2 separate regions of the Gossypium hirsutum genome follow, and region 1 is linked to region 2. Evidence: chromatin contacts called from public Hi-C data. All regions are on one chromosome and are shown on one strand. The core of a region is the stretch at or near the end of the contact, and the rest is flanking DNA. Distances in the headings are between cores, read along the strand shown. Region 1 holds the start of LOC107955734 (TBC1 domain family member 2B). Region 2 holds the start of LOC107955728 (protein-tyrosine-phosphatase IBR5).

What was found. A called contact is a pair of places that touch in the nucleus more often than the background predicts.
Region 1: a contact with region 2 is called in a Hi-C map of leaf, with 1.9 times the contacts expected there. The contact joins the promoter of LOC107955734 here to the promoter of LOC107955728 in region 2. A contact is called at or near these places in 4 of 34 Hi-C or Micro-C datasets (all in leaf).

What each region holds. Positions count from the first base shown.
Region 1 is chrA07:89,935,500-89,938,767 of Gossypium_hirsutum_v2.1, forward strand. LOC107955734 (TBC1 domain family member 2B) reads left to right here and starts at 1,904. Exons shown (of 8, transcript XR_001700097.2): 1 at 1,904-2,889.
Region 2 is chrA07:89,695,584-89,698,947 of Gossypium_hirsutum_v2.1, forward strand. It overlaps LOC107955728 (protein-tyrosine-phosphatase IBR5), which reads right to left and starts at 1,355. Exons shown (of 5, transcript XM_041116560.1): 1 at 832-1,355. The coding sequence starts at 1,068.

The DNA.
Region 1 (3,268 bases), core at 654-3,153, 240 kb after region 2:
ACTGAATCTAAAATATTATTTCTATATTATCTACATAAGATAAAAGTTAATAAATTCATAATTTTATTAAGTATTATTATAATAAAATCATTCAAGTGACAGTTTACTTTAAAAATAATAAGTTTTTTTAATCTTCTAATTTTATAAAAAAAAGTTATTTTAATTTTTCATTTAATTTTCTCTTTTCTAATCCTTAAATTTGCATAGTTTATTAAATTGAAAAAAATTAACGTTTGTTAACTAGACGTTAACTTTATTAACATGACATATACGTGAATATCACCACGCCAACAATTAATTAAATTTTTTAAAATTTATAAATTTTTAAAAAATTATTAAAATTATGTAAAAAGTATAAAAAAATTAATTAATCGCTAATGTGGCATATACATGAATTGTTCAATAAAGTTAACAAACATTAATTTTTTTTACCAATTTTAGGGTAATTTGACAAGTAATGCCAGCTCATTGACTAAAAGGGGCAAAAAAACTAAATAAAGGGCTAAAATAATTTTTTTTTTGTAAAGTTAGAGGACCAAATAAATCGTTATGCCAGATAATAAAAACAAAGCAAATCAAAATATAAATTTATTTATTACTAAAAAATGTAAAGTATTCAAATTCTAAAAGGTTTAACTACAAAATTTACCTCAAAATTATATCATTTTATCACTTAGATATATTTTTTTGTTAAAAGTGATACAAAAATAATCAATTTCGTCTTATCTTACTCAACAAGTGTATGACGTATCATGTTCTTATTAATTAGTATAATGCTTAGGGGTAAAATAAGACTAAATTGATTGTTTAGATATTTGTTTTGACCAAAATTATTTTGGATGCCTAAGTAAGAAAAAGTATGGTTCGAGGGCCAATTTCATATTTAAGCCTTTTTAGAGAAAAACTTCCCTCTTCTGTTTTGATTTTATTTCACTCATAAATCAAAACAAATTATCCCTTCTTTTTAGGTTATCAAGGAAAAAAAACCCCTTCTTTGCAACTGTTGCTCTTATTTTTAATCATTAATTTTTTAACTACTAAAATAACTATTTTTCATAAATTTTGTATATTTTTATTATTTATCACCGCAGAATGTTTCAGTTTTTTTTTAATATATTCCTCAAATTATTTCTGAATAAATTATCAGATTGTCTTAATTTTTATTATATTATATTAAATATTTTTATCTTACATTTAAATTTATAAACGGCAGGGGTATATCAGTCCATTAAAAAGAGGGATTTATTTTGAATGCTAAAAGTCTAAACCTACCCACCGCACGCGCATCATGTCTTATCAAATTCAAAGCTTTGTTAACGTTGGGGCAATAGTTTAATTTTACGGAAAGGTTAAAATATGCTCTTGGTCCCTATATTATCTATAAATTATAGATTTAGTCCAAATACTTTAATATGGTTATTTTACTATTTATATTTTTCAAATTTAAAAATTTCAACCCTGATCAAATGATTGTTATTAAATTTATTAAGTTAAAGTTTATTATTTCTAAAATCTTATGTGATAAATATTTTATCACGTGTAATAGTATGTCATATTGTTATTTTTACATATTACTCATAAAAACGAGTTAATAAATTAAATTAGAAAATATAAACTATATTTATAATTGTTACCATTTTAGAAATTTAAAAAATAAAAGAATAATGAGGAATTCAAAAAGCATAGAGACTAACAGTGATCATTACAAAATATATGGATTAAATTTATAACTTAATAATAGAGTTTAGAAAAATAAAAAATACTAATAAATTAATAACAAAATTCCCAATTTTTATTTACACCTTTTTTTCAAGTATAAACTGTAAACAATTTCTTCTCTCTTTGTTAATAAGAGATCAGTAGGAGTAATTTTTGGTATTGAGAAAAGAGAAATTTTCTATATATGTAAATTTTCAAGCTTTGATTTTTACCTACCACTAAATTCTGCTTCTTTTATATCCTAGTAACATCTTTTGTTTCTTTGAGTCATCCCTTCCCTTTGTAAATTACAATAGAAAAAATAAAAGGAAAGAATTTCACTCCCTTTCTCAGAAGATTTTGTTGAGCAAAAAATCTGTATTCTTTTAAGGCTTTCATTATTCTGGGTTTTTTTAAAAAAAATTATATTATATTATATATTATTGAAAAGGATCTTCCATGGTCATGTTGATCCAAATGTGAGAGCTTTTTTCCGTGTCTTGCTTGTAACTCATCCTCTTATTATTTCTTTAAATAAAACCCATTTTCAAGACTCAGCCTTCGTTCAAATTTCCAAGCTGCAAGCTTGAAAAGATTGACACTTTCATGGTTCAAAGCTTGTAACTCCCTCTCATTCTTTGACAAAGCCCTTGTTAACCTTTGTCTTCTTTTCTCTTGATCTATCAAGGACGGGAAAAAATGTTTGGTACCCAAAGTAAAAGAGACCTTACTTTGGAATTGCAAGCACAATTTCCAATTTTAAGGCCAAGCATCCATGCAAGAAGAGCTAATCTTACAGTGAAATTCCAAGACCTTTATGGGTTTACTGTTGAAGGTAATGTGGATGATGTTAATGTGTTGAATGAGGTAAGAGAAAAGGTAAGGCAACAAGGGCGAGTTTGGTGGGCACTTGAAGCAAGCAAAGGAGCCAATTGGTATTTACAGCCACAAGTTTCTTCATTATCGGAAGGAATTGTGTTGAAATCTTCACTCAAATTGGCAGCTTTGGCTAATTCTATTACACTGAAGAGGCTTATTAGGAAAGGTATTCCCCCTGTACTTAGGCCTAAGGTTTGGTTTTCGCTATCCGGTGCCGCCAAGAAGAAGTCTACGGTGCCTGAAAGTTATTACAATGATTTGACAAAGGCGGTAGATGGTAAAGTAACACCTGCTACAAGGCAGATTGATCATGTAAATTCTTGCATTAATTCTTTTTTTTTCTTTATAAATTCTGATTGAGTCTTTGTTTTGATTGACGTCTTATTCATTTGATGTTTGTAAAGTTTCTTTCTAGAGATAGGGTTAATTTTTGCATAATGAATTTGGAAATGAGAATTCATATCTGATGATTGACCTACGTGCAAAGGATGATTGCATTGGACAGTATTGGGGTTTTGACATTAGAAGGTTTTGATCTGTTGAGAAAAGGTCTCTTCTCTAATGAAATTTCAACAGGATGGAATAAAAAACATTTACTGTTGACAAATGCAGAATAAGAAGTTATATCAAATACCAAAGGTTATATTGAGTTTGATCTTTTATTGGAAGCATCTTAACAATTTCAGCAATA
Region 2 (3,364 bases), core at 105-2,604:
AGTTTGATAAATTGCACCCTCACATCCTGTTCTGGTGTTGCCTCATCAATATCACACATTTTATGTCAAACTTCTTCCCCAAGTTTCCAGCTTAAGATCAATAATAGTGGTCTCAGCCTCATCCGCAAATAGAAAGCACCAACGAATATTACCCATTATTTATCCTAGATATCCAGTTTAACTCAACAGTAAGTTTACCCGAAAGGTTAAGGCCTAAAGTAGAGTCTCAAGGAAAATTCATTAAAACTGGATAGTACACCTATTAACTTCACACTATTCCCAAAGCTATAACTAATCTTTCATTCATACCACTAACCATGCAGATAATCATAAGACTTCCATAATAGGTAGTACAACTGACATAGGAATTTTTTAGATCAATGTAATTACAAGATCCTCCTCCATTAAGCTTTGGTTAAGCTATAAACTAGGAAAGTGGTTATGAATATTTATCATTTAATTAACAAAATTCTCCATTCTCACTCCCTTCCATTCTTCATGCTAAGCAAAGCCACCCTTTCTATACTTAGAAACAAGCAAAGGCAAAAGGAACTAAGTTAGTTACTAATTTCCTACTTCCGATGCCAAATACTTGGAATGCAGAAAACCCATCAATATTATACAAAAACAGCAGCATAAAAACCTTAAACATACAGCACTAAAATCAATTCCTAATTTACCCTTTTTATATGAATTAGAGAACAATCATAAGTCAACTTTTCCAAACTACATTGGATCACAAAACCCATAAATTTAAATATAAAAACCATAAGCTGATAGTAATACCATAAGCAAACATACACATTAATGAAAGGAGAAGAAGGGGCCTACATTAAGGACATGAGTAATTCCCTGGGTCTTTAGAAGCTCAGAGCGAGAGGCGTTATCATAGCTACCCAAATAAAGAAAGCCAGGCAAGATGAGGGAGGGAAAAGCACTGACTTGAAGCGATGATTTGTCAGAAGAGAGGGGAATTCTATGGCCACATATCCCACAAACTTCCTCTTCTTCGTACTTGTGATAGTGGCCGCATATCCCACACGGATTCTCCCTTTCCCTCTTCCTCATCCCCACTCGCCTCCCCCCAACAAATTTTCGATTATACCCAGATCAACAAAACCAACAAGGATCAAAACCAGAGTGTTTCTTTTTAAGTTGTAGGAAGAAGGGATTGTTAGAATGATAATAAAAGAGGGAGAGTGATGAATCCAGAGTACTTTGAATGGGTTTTCGTACAAAAAGGAAAGAGAAAGGATTAATATAATGTTTTGTCTCCCTTGACTCTGGGAAATGAAATTCAAGAACCATACAGACAGTGAGGCTTGCCGCTTACCTTATCGGCACGTGCGTCAATGTACTCATCAAACACCCCATGTGCTTTCTTCTTTTTATGTTCTTTTCTCTCTTTTATAACGTCATTAAATTATTTATTTTTCTTATTTTGACTGAAAAATGATGACTTCTGGTAATCAAAATTTTAATTTTTAAGTTTTAAAATTGGTTTGAATTTTAATATTATTTTTTATGATTTTATTAATAGAATAAATTTAGTGTTATTTATAAATTAATTTAATTTATTTAAATATAATTTGATGGTTGTGAATTTTTTTAAAATTTTAAGGTTAATTTAATAAAATTTAATTGTTAATATTATTAATTAATTATGATTTTTTTAAAATAAATCCTAATTCTTTAAAAATTTGTCAAATAAATGTATTACATTAGACAAATAAATATATATATGTATAAGATTAAAAAAAATTATCAAATAATATATTAAGCTAGAAATTATTTTTTTCATTTAAAATTTGTAATAAATTTCAAACATATTATTTTACTTATAAACAACTTCAATTATTTTAAAATCTTAGGGGGAGTTATGAAAAAAAAGGGTTTTTGATCATTTTAATTATTGTTGTCAAAAAATATTTTTGAAATAATAAAATATTTATTCAGACATGATATTGTAAGATAAAAAAAAATATGTTAGATTTTTTAATAAGAATAATTAAACTAATTTCAATTAAAAGCATTCATAAAATGCCAGAAGTCAAAATATTTTATTTGAGTTTAAATTGCAATTTAAAAATATAATTTAATTAGTCAAAAAAATATAATTTAATTTGAAAAAAGTTATTTTTGGCTTGAAATCGTAATTTAAAATTATATTTTGAATTTAAAAAATAATTTTGAAGCCTCAATGATAAAGGAAACTTTAATTCGTGTCACTTAATTTTATATTTTTTTAATTTAAAAATATTATATTATTACTCATTCGCAAAATTAAAATATTAAAATATTAAATGTAATAATAAAATACATTGCATCCTACAAAAACTGAATTCTATGTCTTAAAAAAAGATAATATTGAAAACCTACGTGAAATACCAAAAAGACATTCAGAAAAATTAAGCTGTAAGAGGTAAAAGGATTGGCGGTGCTTTAAACACGAGGTCCTGTTTAATTTATTGGGACAGTGATGTCCTAAACCTCTATTTATAATCCACCACATCAACCATAACTTCATCTCAATTATAAATTTTGTATTTTTCAATCAAATATCATTTCCTACATTGATTGTCTTGTCTTGTCTGTCCACCTATTGTTAACTTTTTAAAAGGTTTATGTTTATTATTATATTATTATACAAACTTTCTAAATTATATATCTACTAAAATAGTTTATTTTTTTTAGTCAATTTTCCTGCCGACTTTTTTTTTCTATCCGGTCTTTTAAATTTCTTTTTTAAATTATAGAGAAATAGATTGTTTTTTAAGTTGGACTTGCTTTTCACCTTTTTTTTTTAATTTTTTAAAAATTATGGTTAGGTTTTTTATTTTTGTAAAGATTAGGATTATAGTTTTTTTAAAGACTTAGGGTTAGGATTTTAAAGGTAAAATCATGAAAGTTTATTAGTATATTTGAGGGGTTGAGGATGTGTTAGCACGACTCATAACACATACATTTCATATGTTATGTCGGGATAGGACTATTACCTCAAAAACTCATCCTATAGAAATCAGGTTTCGGGGTGACAATGTTTGATACAATCATGAGTCAAAGTCTAAGTGGAGTTCCTAGTCGGCAGCCATAATGCGGTCATGGGTTCGAGTATAATTGGGGCCAGTTGACAATTGTTATGCGGTCACGAGTTCAAGCTTTTTTGATACCCACAAATGATGCCTTATATATGTCATACATAATATGGAGGCCATAATTATAGGGAAAAAACGAAGGGCTTTCTGGTGTAATCAACATAATTGTTTTCTCTATTTCCAAGTAGTGGGCATCTTTAACCTTTCATTCTTATCCAAAAGTTGACACCGAGGTGGACACAAGAGGGCTCTCAGGAGGAAAGCGGATG